2 separate regions of the Mus musculus genome follow, and region 2 is linked to region 1. A link is a contact called in public promoter capture Hi-C data. All regions are on one chromosome and are shown on one strand. Each heading gives the region's core, a stretch centred on a gene start, on an enhancer-like site or on the middle of the called end of the contact. The rest is flanking DNA. Distances are from core to core; before and after follow the strand shown.

Region 1 (6,897 bases), core at 2,094-4,593:
TAGGAACCAAACAACCCAGTCTCCTCCTTCTTCTTCTTCCTTCTTCTTCTTTCTTCTTCTTTCTTCTTCCTCCTCCTCCTCCTCCTCCTCCTCCTCCTCCTTCTTCTTCTTCTTCTTCTTCTTCTTCTTCTTCTTCTTCTTCTTCTTCTAAGATTTATTTATTTTATGTATGTGAATATACTGTAACTGTCGTCAGACTCACCAGCCGAGAACATCATATCCTATTACAGACGGTTGTGAGCCACCTAGTGGTTGCTGGGACTTGAATTCAGGATCTCTGTAAGAGCAGTCACTGCTAAGCCATCTCTAGAGCCCCCCAGTATCTTTTTGAAGTCTGCTGCTGCTGCTGCTTCTCCTTCTCCTCCTCCTACTCCCTCCCCCGCTCCCTGTCTCTCTGTCCTTTGGAGCTTCCCCACACCCACAAACAATTGTTGCGTGGACTAATCTTGATCTGGCTTCAAATTTGTTAAACCAGCCCTCAGCAGGGAGCCTACTAGCAGAAGAAAAAGTGCTTACAAAGCCCTTGCTTTAAGCTGCCAGGCTTTTGACTCAGGTCAGGAGGGTGAAGCTGGCCTTCTTGAAGTTTGAAACATTTATTGGTTAGCTATGGTCCCTCTCCGTATCTGCCTGCCTACCAGGGTGTTTGTCTAACTTGCAATCCCTCAGAAGCATTACAAGACATCACCTTTTTTTGTTTTTGAGACAGGGTTTCTCTTTGTTGTCTGGCTGTCCTGGAACTCAGTCTGTAGCTCAGGCTTTGAACTCACATATCCGCTCCCTCTGCCTCTCGGGTGCTGGCATTAAAGGTGTGCATCCCCACACCTCTTAATCTTTTACTTTACACCTGTGCTCCAGGACTTTGAGCTAAGCATGGCACCCCTCCCTCCACCCTCCCACCGAGGTCAAAGGTATTTATACCTTTCTTTTAAATTTTTATATAAATAGATGTTTTGTCTGCATGCATGTTTGTATGTTACTTGTATACCTGGTGCCCAAGAAGGCCAGAAGAGGGTGTTGCATCTCCTGGAACAAATTAGAGGTTGTGAGGCACCATGCAGGTTGAACCAGGTCCTCCAAAACAGCTAGTGCTCTTAACTGCTGAACCATCTCTTCGGCTCCCAGCTTTTCTTTTTAAAGGCAGGGCATCGTGGCCATGTCTTTATGTCCTGTTTATGTATTTTTTGCTTCTATACACTCGTGTCAGCAGAACACCTCCCTCTTGGTAAGAAACAGACAATTACAAAATAACTGTTCTAACCTCATAGTTTCTGCTTCTGTAAATATGGTTGCTCATGGGCCTTATTTATGTAGCTAAAATTCAATCCCATCTCACCTCACCCATTGCCTTTACTCACAGGCTAAACTCACCCATAACTCAGAAGGTAGAAAATAATGCTGGGCTATCTATAAATGTAAACTCTGCACCAGGGCTGAACTCCTCAGAGCAGTAGATTTATGTGTCTGCCAAGTAGGCTTGCCAACATAATAAAGACAAATTCTCCAACTTTCCGATGTAGTTTGGTCTCAAGGTCTGACTTATACAACACGTGGAAACACTGTGTCTGAAAGAAAAAGGGAAGTGGAGGAGGATTTAAAGTTACCTTAAATTGAGCAAGATCACAAGCATGCTCTTTAACTCAGCAAGTTCAGAAATAGGCTGACCCCTCTAAACTCCTCAGGAATGAAGCCTCCTATTTCACATAAATAAAATCTACTTGATTGTGTTGTTCAGCAAGGCCACTGATGTGCTCACTCTTCTGTCTTGGGTGGGCTTTATTTGGCTCTGCACGAACCAAGATGGGAACCCACTTCATTCAGTTCCATTACGAATATTGACGCAAAAACTACAGCTCTCACCTCAAAGGGAGTTAAAAGTTCATTCGGAGCCAAATTTGAATGATCGTAGCCCGGGAACATATATTCATGTCTTCCCAAGTACTATATGTTCCAGTGTGGAAGCACTTTCATGGAGTTTTTATAGTAACAGAACAAAAAGGAAATTTGAAATCAAGGTATTTTAACAATGAATGCATTTGTGGAAACATTAAGTAGTTACAGAGGAATCTCAGTACAGACCTGAGACACCATCTGATAGCATTGTTAGCCTTTTGATTGGTGGAGAATAGCATTTTGTTAATACAGTCCAATAGTCTTTATCTGTTTATCAAGGTGTTAGGTCTGACACAAAAGCGGCCACTAAGGTATCTTTAAGGGGCTAAAGACAACCCAAGAGAAATAGTACCATTTCTAAAGATTCTAAACTCTTCAAAGTCAAAAAGTTTTATTAGTTAACCAGACTTTGTAGACAGCTCCTTTCCAGGAATTCTTGTTTACACTAGCCAAAAAACCCACTGTTGTTTTGTCTTTACATCTTGCTTCCTGTCTAAATCCAACACACAGGGCAGCGAGTATGGGAGCACCCAACTGTGTGAAGCAGAGCGCTATGATTTACGTTTGTTTCGAGTGCTCCTCCTCAACTGTATCCGGTCATCTTTCTCCTCCACCCCAGTTTTGAACATCCTTTAACTGCATGAGGACAGGTTTCAAGGGTCTGTGTGGGTTCGCCCCCAACCTCAATTCTTCCACAGGAGAACAGAGCCTCCCTTTGAAAGAGAAGATAAAAATAGCAAACTTCAACATTAATTATGATTGGCGACATTACTTAGGATGTATTCAGTTTCATAAAACTAAGATAAGAGAATAAGAAACTCTCTGTTCTGAGATAACAGAATAACCTAAACTGCTAACTTCTGCTTTGGGAAGCCTACTTGCCCCTTTCTCTTCCAAAGGAAGCACGCATTTGTTCTCCCTTAAGAAGTGACCACCACCAATATCCACTTAGCAAGTTCCATTTGCTAGAGAAACTGTCATAATAAAAATCTGAAAATTCAGCTTCTGTAAAACTTGCTCAGCTCCGGGAAAAACCTCTTTTGAAGCAGAGATTTTAAAAGACCACTCTAAGATAATCACAAAGATTATGACAATATCTAACGGCATAAACCATGAAATGTTTCTGATCCGGGCTGAGTCTCTTACCCAATAGCGAAAGGCTACAGCTGCGAACTAATTAAAGTTTGTCTTTTGTCCCCGAGTGCTGAGAATGCCCCCACTTCCCTCACTCCAACCTGAGGATCTACAACCGACACCCTAATCTCAGAGGTCTGAAGAGCTTCCGGCCTTCGGATCCCCAGAAACAGTGACAGTTCGATGGAGGTAGTCTTGCTCACCAGCGTCCTTTATTCACTTTTGCTTCCTGCCTATAGGGTTACCTCCAGTCCGGTCCCAGCTCGAGATCTGACCCCGCCTCCCGCCTTCCGGCCTAACACGTGACCGCCCTCTTCCGGCCTGGTGGCAGAGTCCTGCTGCGAGCATGGCTGCAGCCGCCCCTGGTCCTGTGGAGTTGGGCTTCGCCGAGGAGGCACCGGCCTGGAGGCTGCGCAGCGAGCAGTTTCCCAGCAAAGTGGGCGGGCGGCCCGCGTGGTTGGGCTTGGCGGAGCTGCCGGGGCCCGGGGCGCTGGCGTGTGCGCGCTGCGGCCGCCCGCTCGCCTTCCTGCTGCAGGTGTACGCACCGCTGCCGGGCCGGGACGACGCCTTCCACCGCAGCCTCTTTCTCTTCTGCTGTCGCGAGCCGCCGTGCTGCGCCGGCCTGCGAGGTGAGCGGCCGCCGGGACAGGACCCGGGCGAGGGTTGCCACGGGGGCTGAACCCTGGACGTAGGACGATCGGTTGGCGCGAGTGGTTGTATTCAGGTACCGGAATTGTCTTAGAATCGTGTCCCTTTCATCCTGGGCACGGACTCCTTAAAGCCAATTTCTCTTGTCAGACGGAACTCTTCCCGGGTTTAAAAGCTCTTTAGCTTTTATTTTTATTCCCTTTCATATAAAAACCGCCCCCCCACCCCGAAAGCAAAAACCTTAGGTTTTCCTTAAATGAGGTTTTATGAGGTGAAGCACCGAAAACGGTTCAAATGTTTCAATTATTTTGTTTCACGGAAAGATAATCTCACGTACCCCTTTCTCCTCTTCATTTCAGTTTTTCGTAATCAGCTACCAAGGAACAACGCATTCTACTCCTATGAGCCCCCTTCTGAAACAGAAGCTTTGGGTACGGAATGTGTGTGCCTCCAGCTCAAGTCTGGAGCCCATCTCTGTCGGGTTTGTGGTTGCTTGGCCCCTATGACATGCTCTAGGTGCAAACAGGCACATTACTGCAGCAAGGAGCATCAGACATTAGACTGGCGGCTGGGACACAAGCAGGCTTGTACACAGTCAGGTAAGACAACTTAGCCTTACCGTCTCTGTCAACTGAGGTACTCCAGTTTCTGGTTAAACTTGAAATTAGAAAACATACTTTAAAAGTTTTAGGAACTGGTAACATGAACACTTCGCTAATCTAAAACACAACCAGCTTTATTTTTTTATTAGATATTTTCTTTATATACATTTCAAATGCTATCCCGAAAGTTCCCTATACCCCCCCCCCCCCCCCCAGCCCTGCTCCCTTACCCACCCACTCCTGATTCTTGGCCCTGGTGTTCCCCTGTACTGGGGCATATAAAGTTTGCAAGACCAAGGGGCCTCTCTTCCCAGTAATGGCCGACTAGGCCATCTTCTGCTACATATGCAGCTAGAGACACGAGCTCTGGGGTACTGGTTAGTACAACCAGCTTTATTAACAGGTAGTATTATTAAGAGTAGTTAACCGTGGTCATGCAAAAAGCGTTACAATCACATTCATGCATCCCTGATCCGAATAATGAATTCTTAATTGTTCAGTGTCTTTGTAGACTGTATCTCTCCACTTTATTCATGCTTTTGTTGGTGTAAACAGATCTTTAGTGTTAGGTATTGTGTATAATATCTAATACTTAAGAACAAGCAAGTGCTAACAGTTGTTACTCAGCTCGTAGTGGTGGTGCCTATCTGTGGTCCTGGCACTCGAGTGCCAGCTGCAGGAGGATTTGGAGTTAGAGGGCAATCTAGGCAACATAGTAAGAGCCTGTCTACTGACAATAAGCCATGTTATATATGTAGCAGTGTCACACACACATTTACTGTCTATTACTTCATGTGATGGCTTGTATGAGGTTACATAGTGATTGCCCTATTCCATAGCAGCTCTGATGTTCAACTGTGATGAATTCACTCAACAACACAGGTCTCAGAACTTAACGTCTTAGAAATGGGAAAATTTTAGGTCCTCAAAACTCAATGTTTATTAATGATGCTAATAACTTTATTGTAGACAAAATAGACCATATGGTTCCAGACCACAACTTCCTGTTTCCAGAATTTGAAATTGTAACAGAAACAGAAGATGAAATTTTGCCTGAGGTTGTGGAAATGGAGGATTATTCTGAAGTTACAGGAAGCATGGGTAAGGAGTCTGTGCATCAATTTTACAGTACTATGACCAAATATACCTTAGGGGGAAAACGGCAGGGAGGAAAGGCACCATCAGTGTGTATCTGTGGTGAGGCAGAGAACGTCTTGGTAGAAGATTATAGAGCCTAAGTCACTACAGAACGTCTGACAAGAGAGGTCCTTTGTAATGTAGTCTTTTAGCTCCACTTTCACATACATCCTTTGGCTACTTCCTCTAGAGTCCATGCTTTGGGGCTGTGTCTTTGTTGGCCCACACAGGTGCTGATCATCAGTCCAGCATTCACCCTGCCTCAAGATTGCTTATTCATGGGCTCAAACACCCAGCGACACACTTTGCCTCATGCTTCCAGTGAACAAACTGAAGTTCTAGGTATCCTGTGTTTGAACAAAGAACTTAGATCTTACTCTAGAATCTGAACTTTTAAACCATAAAGTCAGGTTTATAGAACTAAATTAGAGTCTCAGTTTATGGCCTCATTTGCAGGAAGAATGGTACCCAGTCATCAGGGGGAGGGCTTATTCTCAGAAGGGAGACCATAGAAAGCTTAGCCAAGTAAAACGTCTTGTGACTGACACAATAATGAAGGACTGGAGAGATAGATCAGAGGTTACAAGCAATTACTAGTCTTGCAGAGGACCTAGGTTTGGTCCCTAAAACCTACATGGCACTTTTCTAACTCCAGATCCAAGTGCTCTCTTCCGGCCTTGACGTGCACATACATACTTACATACATTTCTGCAAAATATTCTCTCAGAACACATGTGCCATAGGAACTACCTGGACGTAACTACACTGTCTGCTCACGCGTGTACTGTTGCTCATGTTTTTACAATTGGTAGTCATGAAAGTGTTTTCCTTCAGAAAGGATGTTATTGGGAGGGCTGGTGTACTCAAGAGTTGAGTGTAAGACTCAGCAATCATCTATATAAGTAATCATTATATAAGACGCAACCCTAAAAGTGTTTGAATTACAGAACTACTTAATCCAAGCCAGTGACTTGACAGTAGATTCCTAGTAAAATATATTCCATGAATGAAGAAAAAAGCTGAAAAAGTTAAATGCACATGTTTTTCTTTCAGTTTGAGACAGATTCTCATGGAGGCCAAGCTGGCCTTGAACTGTCTTCTGCTTCCACTTCCAGAGTGCAAATATTACAGGTCTTAGTTACATCATTTTATACCTGACTGCTGTTATTTTACTGAGTAAATTTATGTATTGGGTCTGGGAAAAGAGTAGTACAGATTTGCAAAAAGATGAAGGTCTGAATTTATATTGGAAGATGCCGGCAACTACATTTATCTACAACAAAGATTTAGAAATAATGACCGTCTTATTTGTAGTTAGACTCCATATCTATAAAATGTTGTATTTAGAGAGGTGATTGACTCTAGAACTAGGGAGGAAGTAGTTATTATAAGAACTTGAAGAAGTTAATAGTTAAGAATTCAGTTATCATGGTTTTCTCAGCAATAGGGAGGTAGAGGCAGGATCTCTGAGTTGAAGGCCAGTGGG
Region 2 (6,897 bases), core at 1,935-4,434, 6.0 Mb before region 1:
TTTTCCAAGACAGCATTTCTCTGTGTAGCCATGGCTGTCCCAGAACTTATTTTGTAGATGAGGCTGGCCTAGAACTCATTGAGATCTGCCTGCCTCTTCCCCAAAAGTGCTAGGATTAAAGGACTGCACTACCACAATCTGGCCTAAAAAACCAATTCCTATTAAAACTAATTCCTATTAAAAACTCTATTTTCATATTTTACTAAAAATAAACCTATAGTACCAAGGAACAGAAAAGAGCCAGAAAGAAATATCTCACCTGGAGGTGATCTCAAAGTATATTAAAAATAGAGCAATGGAAATCACTTAGAGCTGTCAGGACAACAGACAATAGGAGATGTCCATGGGAAGACATAACAGACACAGTTTAATAGTCTGCAAATAATCTCTTGATTCTTTTTTTTTAATTCTTATCAAAAATCTCTTGATTCTTATCAAGAATCTCTTGATTCTTACCAAACCTCAGTTGGCATTATTTTCAGAATGAAGAAAATATAGAGAATGTGCTAGAATACCAAAAGATCAGAAATTCTTAAAACAATAAATAAACCTAGAGGCATTAGTTTTCATCATTCTATAATATATTAAAAACACTGAGATGAAAACTATTTAATATTGGTATGTAGACATGATCAGTGATGTACATGGAATAAGGACAGCATTATTCACATGCACAGTCAAATAAATTTTTATTTCCCTTCTAGTATCAGTTCTTCTGTAGAAAGTCTTCTCACTTCTAAAATAGATAATCCTGAATTATTTCTAGTGACACAGAATGTGGCAAAACTAATTTCATGACCCACTTCCACATTCACTTGAATTCCTTGCCATCACTTCACCAATCCTCCAACATACCTGGATCCTTAGCTACTGCCTCCTGTCTCTCCATCTTCCAGGTCTCTTTGTTCTGCTCCATAGGTGAGCTGGTCTGGGTGATCAGTGAGCCCTGCACATGAGAAAGAGATTCCTCAGAAAGCACCTGGATTTCTAACATGTGCTCAGTAGGTTAAGAGAAACGAAATTGAGGATTCTACAGTGAACCCTTCCCACTGTCACATAGTGTTGGAGTACTGAAAATATTCAAAAAAATATTTTCAGTTACCACAACTTGAACCACACGTCCAATCACAGCCCAGTTTAATCTCAGAGGCAGAAATGGACCTGAATGACTGGGATGAGAATATTATATACTAGTGAGGTTCTAAATTTATCCTGGATTAAAAATTATGGAAGCCTTATACTCACAAAGGAACACCCCAAAGAAGAGAAAGCATTTCCTGAAATCGGTCTTTGTTCCTGTGAGGATTTCACCTTACTCAGTAGAATGTGAGACTCATCCACAGAAATCTCACATACTTGCAGTCTAATTTGCCAAGAACCCAAAGGAGGAGCAAGGGAGACAGCAAGAAAACTATTTTCACCCACAGAAATCAGAGTTCCAATTCTGCAACATGCAGTCTGTACAGAGCCCTCTGAGCAGAGACCAGGCATTGCCCCTCCTCCTGGGAGAAGTCCAGAGTCACACCACTGATTGTCAACAGACCACAAAATAAAAGATAACAGTTTGAACATTCCTGCTGGTGCACAACTTTAATGTGAGCACTGAGGAAATAGAGGTGGGTAGAAATCTATGAATTCCAGTCCAGCCTGGTCTACAATGGTGACTTTTCCATAACAGTTTAGTCATGTGTCCATGGGCAGAATGCTTTTCTTGAACCATTAACAAAACAAGATTGCAGATATTTTCTGATGTAGATGAGTTATAATTATTCACAAGATTATTTCTAATATTGTCATATACTATAATTAATGCCTTTTAATTTTGTTTCATTCTCTCTGTCTCTTTCTTTTTGCTGCAAAACTGGGTTTCTCTGTGCAGCCTTGGGTTTCCTTAAACTCATTCTGTAGACCAGGCTGGCAAAGAACTCCACCTGCCTCTGCCTCTGGAGTGTTGGGAATATAGGTGTGTACCACCACCAAATGCTGTCTAACTGTGAAAACCCTGTAGCCTGATTCCCTCAAACAGCATACTGTGATTTTCCAGGCTCTAATTTGCAACATTAAGAACTCAGAAGAAGACAAAAAAAAATTTTTTTTGTCTGACTTGCCTGCCTTCCTTACTTTTTTTCTCTCCTTCCCTCCCTCTTATCCATCCTTCCTTCTTCCTTCCCCTTGTTTGTCTTGTTGTTGTATTTATATTTAAGTTTTTGGAGACAGGGTCTCACAATGTAGCTGTGGTAGTCCTGGAACTCACGATGTAGATCAGGTTGGCCTACAAACTCAGTGAGATCCATCTGTCTTTGTCTCCTGACTGCTGAGATAAAAGATGAGTGTCACCAAGCCTGGCGGCACCCTTTTCACAACGCTATATTTACATCACAGAGTGAATACACAGAGTTTTAGATGAAAAATTAATGGTGGATAAAACGTTGACTTTTAAAAGTTAATGTTTACATCCATACCTGTGGAACTCACAACAAATTGTACTCTTAATTAAATTTGCAGGTGTTCCTTTCATGACTAATATCTAGAAGCTTTCATGGAATCATAGTCCCTAGGTCCATATGCCACTCTCTTGAATAAGGAAGTGGTAGCACACGGAAGTTAGTATGGATAATCGAAAATCTCAAGAGCTTTGTCCTTTCCACCATAGCAAAGAGAACCGCGTTTGCAAATATCAACCGATAAATTTAAATGTTCTACTAGGTTATTCGTAGGAGAATATGTGGAGGGTAGAAGATCAATTAAAAATAGCACTATTCAGTCAATATTATTGAAAAATGTATCGACGAGGGTAAGACATCCAACAGCACAGTTTTGAGAGCTGTCATCTTTATGAGTTGCGGAGACATTGATCATGCTCTGCTCCACTCCCGCCCGTTCTGCAGCCCCGCAGCTCCTCTGACCTGGAAGGTTCCAGGGCCGCCAGGCTGCTGTTCCCGCCGCGGCGCTGCTGACTCTCCCAGGACGCCCCGCCTGGCACCTGTAGCTTTGGGGGTTCACGGGTCCCGCGAGACCCCGGCCGTGTGCTCTGCAGGCAAGTCTGCACCACGCGACTCCACACAGTGCAGACCCTAGGCCGGAAACGCGTTCTTAACACTTTAGGCTCTGACTATTTAGCCTCAATTCCTTAGGCTCACACACATTGCATCTCAGTATCCCTGCTGGTCACTCCTCTAAACTCGCCCACTCCACACCCTTCCTCTACACCCAGCCAATGTGTAACATCCTCCCATCCTCTGCTTCCGGGTGAGTGGCTCCGCCCCACGGAAATCAGTCCCTCCCACTCGGTCTCAGGCTTCCTCCCACAGATCCAGCTGTAAGGCTGACCTGGCCTTGATCTGCACGGTCTTCCCACCTGCTTGTTGCGAGCCTGGACCAGAACTGGATCTGATATGACGCAGCATCCCGGTATCTGACCCCCATAGTGAGTTCTGAACCCGTCAGATACAAAATAGGCATCCTAACACCCCCATTGGACTATGAGCCTCTGGGCCATATAATATATACCAAAGAGCAAAACAGGCTAAATTCAGATGCCAGAATGCCATCTATTAAAATGCAAACGTGAGAACTCAAAACCATATACTGCAATTTTGATTTGGGGAGAGACTTTTCAGGAACGTGGAACATAGTCTTCGTTTTAAAATAAAGAAAAATCCTACCTGATAAACAGCTTAAAGGAAGAAGCCATTGAAAAGTCCTACCCGCCTATGATGTCTATGAACCACATCAGTGGTCCCCAGTTACCTTTGCATAATTTTAGTTTAATATAAATTGCGGTGTTTTAAGATTTAAACTTCATTAAAAGCTTTTGCAAGTTTCTTAACTTTATGTTTCCATTACTTACACAGTTGTGATTTGTAAGTAGACCTCTGGGGAGTTAACATTTTCTTATACTATAATTGCATGGATTTTCAGAAAAACCAAGATGAAACAAATAATTGAGAAATCAGTAATCAGCTTTAGGGTGCAACTCAGAGTACATGTTTCTGTTTTTAAATATTTTTTCTCAGAAATTGATGAAGAAGAATTTAATGCACTCAGATTCACAATACTTGGGTAAACTAATGTACCATAATGAAGATTACTGTTTTGATGACCCAGACTTTGTAATATTAAAGGCTCCATTTAAAACATCAAAGGCCTTTTCTTTCTTTCCGGGGGGTGGGGGGAAAAAGAGAGAGAGAGAGAGAGAGAGAGAGAGAGATAGAATCACTAGATTCTTCAAAAGTTATTGATGTAAAGCAAATATTCTGCCAGATGTCAGAGTTTCTAGATGATTTGAGGCAGGTCTGCAGTGGACAGCTATTGCTTATTTCTTTCCTCCATTGTCTGAGTTCCACACACTGTTGTGTTTCTTAACTTTCCTTTTACAGTTATTCTCAAGTCAACTCTCTACAATGACTCCTGAGATCATTTACCAGAAGGGTATCAGTGTATCCTCCACTGAGAAGAAAATGAAGGATGTAATATGAATGAATACCTACATATAAGGAAGGCAATTACAGAACAATGCTACTTCATGGACTCACATTAGGTTTATATTTGTAAAAAAAAAAAATTCCAATCTGACATCAGCATAGTCAAGTAAATTTTGTTTTATACTAGTGTTAAGTCACTGTAATTCAGATACAATAAGGTGCAATGTCTTCTAACAGTTACAACAGGCAGGACACCTGTTGTGTCCTGCTCATTCACTTGCCCACCATGGTTGTGGCTATATCATCTCCATGTTTCTGGGCAATCTCATTTGCCTCAGACAGGTGACCAGATCTAACTTGAATGTAATAATCCATGTGTTCTCTGAGGTAGCCCATGACTAATGAAAGAATATTTAGAAAGAACACAAACGTCTATCACAGTACTGTACTCAGTATATGAAGAAAAGACAGAATAGAGAAATCTAAGGAATGATTTTCCAAATTCTATTTTCTGATCAGATCGTCACTATATTTAGGGAGAAATTTCTGTTTGCATATCTTGAATTTTTCCTCACAATTAAAAAGTATGTGAAATGCAATAATGAAATGGAGCTTTAAGGTATGACTGCAGCAGCTACAAAACTTGTGACCTACCATCTGTCCTGCCCACAAGATGGCATGGCAATGGTGGAACAGAAATTATGGAAGTAGCCAACCAATGTCTGATTTGAGTTAAGGCTCACTCCAAAAGGTGAAAGTCATACCCAACCTGCCTGCATAACCAAGGACCAGAGCCTAGACAGCCCAGAAACCTAGGATAAAACAAACACTAGTCATGTAAAATGAGAAATAGAAGTATGAACAAAATCGACTACTAATTCTGTTGTGCTGTACTAATAGATCAGTGCTTTATTCAGTCATCATGTGAGAAGATGTCTACAACTGCAGATGGGAACAGATGCAGAAGCCCAAAGTCAGACATCAGGAGAAGAGAGAGTCTACATGGAGGTCTCCATCAAATGCTTCCCCTCAGAGCTCAGGGAACCGTAGAGAGGATGAGGCAGAAAGAGTGTTAACAGCCAGGAGAGATAGAGGACACCAGGACAACAAGACCCTCTGAATAAGCAAGTGCAAGTGAACTCACAGGGACTGAAGTAGCAGACACAGGGCCTACACAGGTCTGCACATATATACTATATCTTTACGCTTAGCATTATTATATGACTGCTGAATGTGAGGACAATGAGGAAGAAGAGGTGGTTGGGAAATCAGAAGGGAAAGACATGTCATTCTCTAAACTCCATACCATACAACTATTATAACCAGTAACCAACAGCAAATGCACTTACCTGCACTGGCCTCACAGAACACCACAGACTAGGAAAGGGAAAAGGCTCACTTTATTTCTTAGATGTTGGCTATGAATATACTGTAGGAGAAGAATCATTGCCTTTAGTTGTTATCCTGTGCTGAGCGCATTAGGCTCGAGCACACATCAGGCTCCAAACCCACAGTCTCACATATGGCTCTGGTTCATCTCAGTGGATCACAAGCAATATGAATAGAGATGAACACAGTAGAGTGACTGTTGGAATTGTGGACCAGGATAGTGGAGAGGTAGGAGGTAGATAGGCAGTATTTGATGTATACTTTCCCATGTGCACACAGACACACACAGACACACAGACACAGACACACACAGACACACACAGACACACAGACACACACACACACTGTGTTATACATTTATATGTCGGTGTGAAATAGACAATAATAGACAATCGGTGGGAGATATTTACTCGTTCATTCATTCATTCATTCATTGTAGACAAGGTTTCTCTGTATAAACCTGGGTTTAAAGGTACCTATAATCAACTCAATTTTCTTTTAAATTACCACATCAGTCTTTAATTTGTTTTTAGTTGTACAAGTATCTAGTGGGATTTATTTATTTGTTTATTTTTGTTTTTGAGAAATCACTAAGATCAGCCTACCTCTGCCTCTGGAATGCTAGGACTAATGGGATGTTCCACCAAGCCCAGCTCAGTATCTGCTTTAGCATCAAATAATAATTAGAGTCAGGAACTGTCTCATTTTATGTTAAGAAGTAAGTCAATGATAAGTCATATTGCTTTTAGTTCTATGTAGTTCTGATAGAATTCTGTGGACGTGGGATTATTTTAAGGATAGCATTTTATACTCCTTCAGTCACATTGTTACTTGTAGTCTTGTTCTTATTATTTATTTCATATTGTGTGTTATATACATCTGAAACCTCATCTATTTCCATTAGAGTTTCCAGTTTAGTGCAATAGAAGTCTTTAATGTCAGTAGATACAAGCTCTAATTGTTAACTCATTTCTAGCAAGTAGGTTGTGCCTTTACCTTGGGTAAACTGTTAGGTCATTACAAGCTGGGCAGTGGTGGTGTACTCCTTTAATCAAAGCACTCAGGAGGCAAAGGCATGTAGATC

Evidence for each region. Promoter capture Hi-C pulls out the DNA fragments that hold promoters and counts their contacts.
Region 2: a contact with region 1 is called in a promoter capture Hi-C map of pre-B cells. The contact joins the promoter of Zfp53 here to the promoter of Pdcd2 in region 1.

What each region holds. Positions count from the first base shown.
Region 1 is chr17:15,523,747-15,530,643 of GRCm38.p6, reverse strand. It overlaps Pdcd2 (programmed cell death 2), which reads left to right and starts at 3,343. Exons shown (of 6, transcript NM_008799.2): 1 at 3,343-3,653; 2 at 4,032-4,271; 3 at 5,244-5,375. The coding sequence starts at 3,371.
Region 2 is chr17:21,485,275-21,492,171 of GRCm38.p6, reverse strand. Zfp53 (zinc finger protein 53) reads right to left here and starts at 3,184. Exons shown (of 5, transcript NM_013843.3): 1 at 2,907-3,184; 2 at 856-946. The coding sequence starts at 916.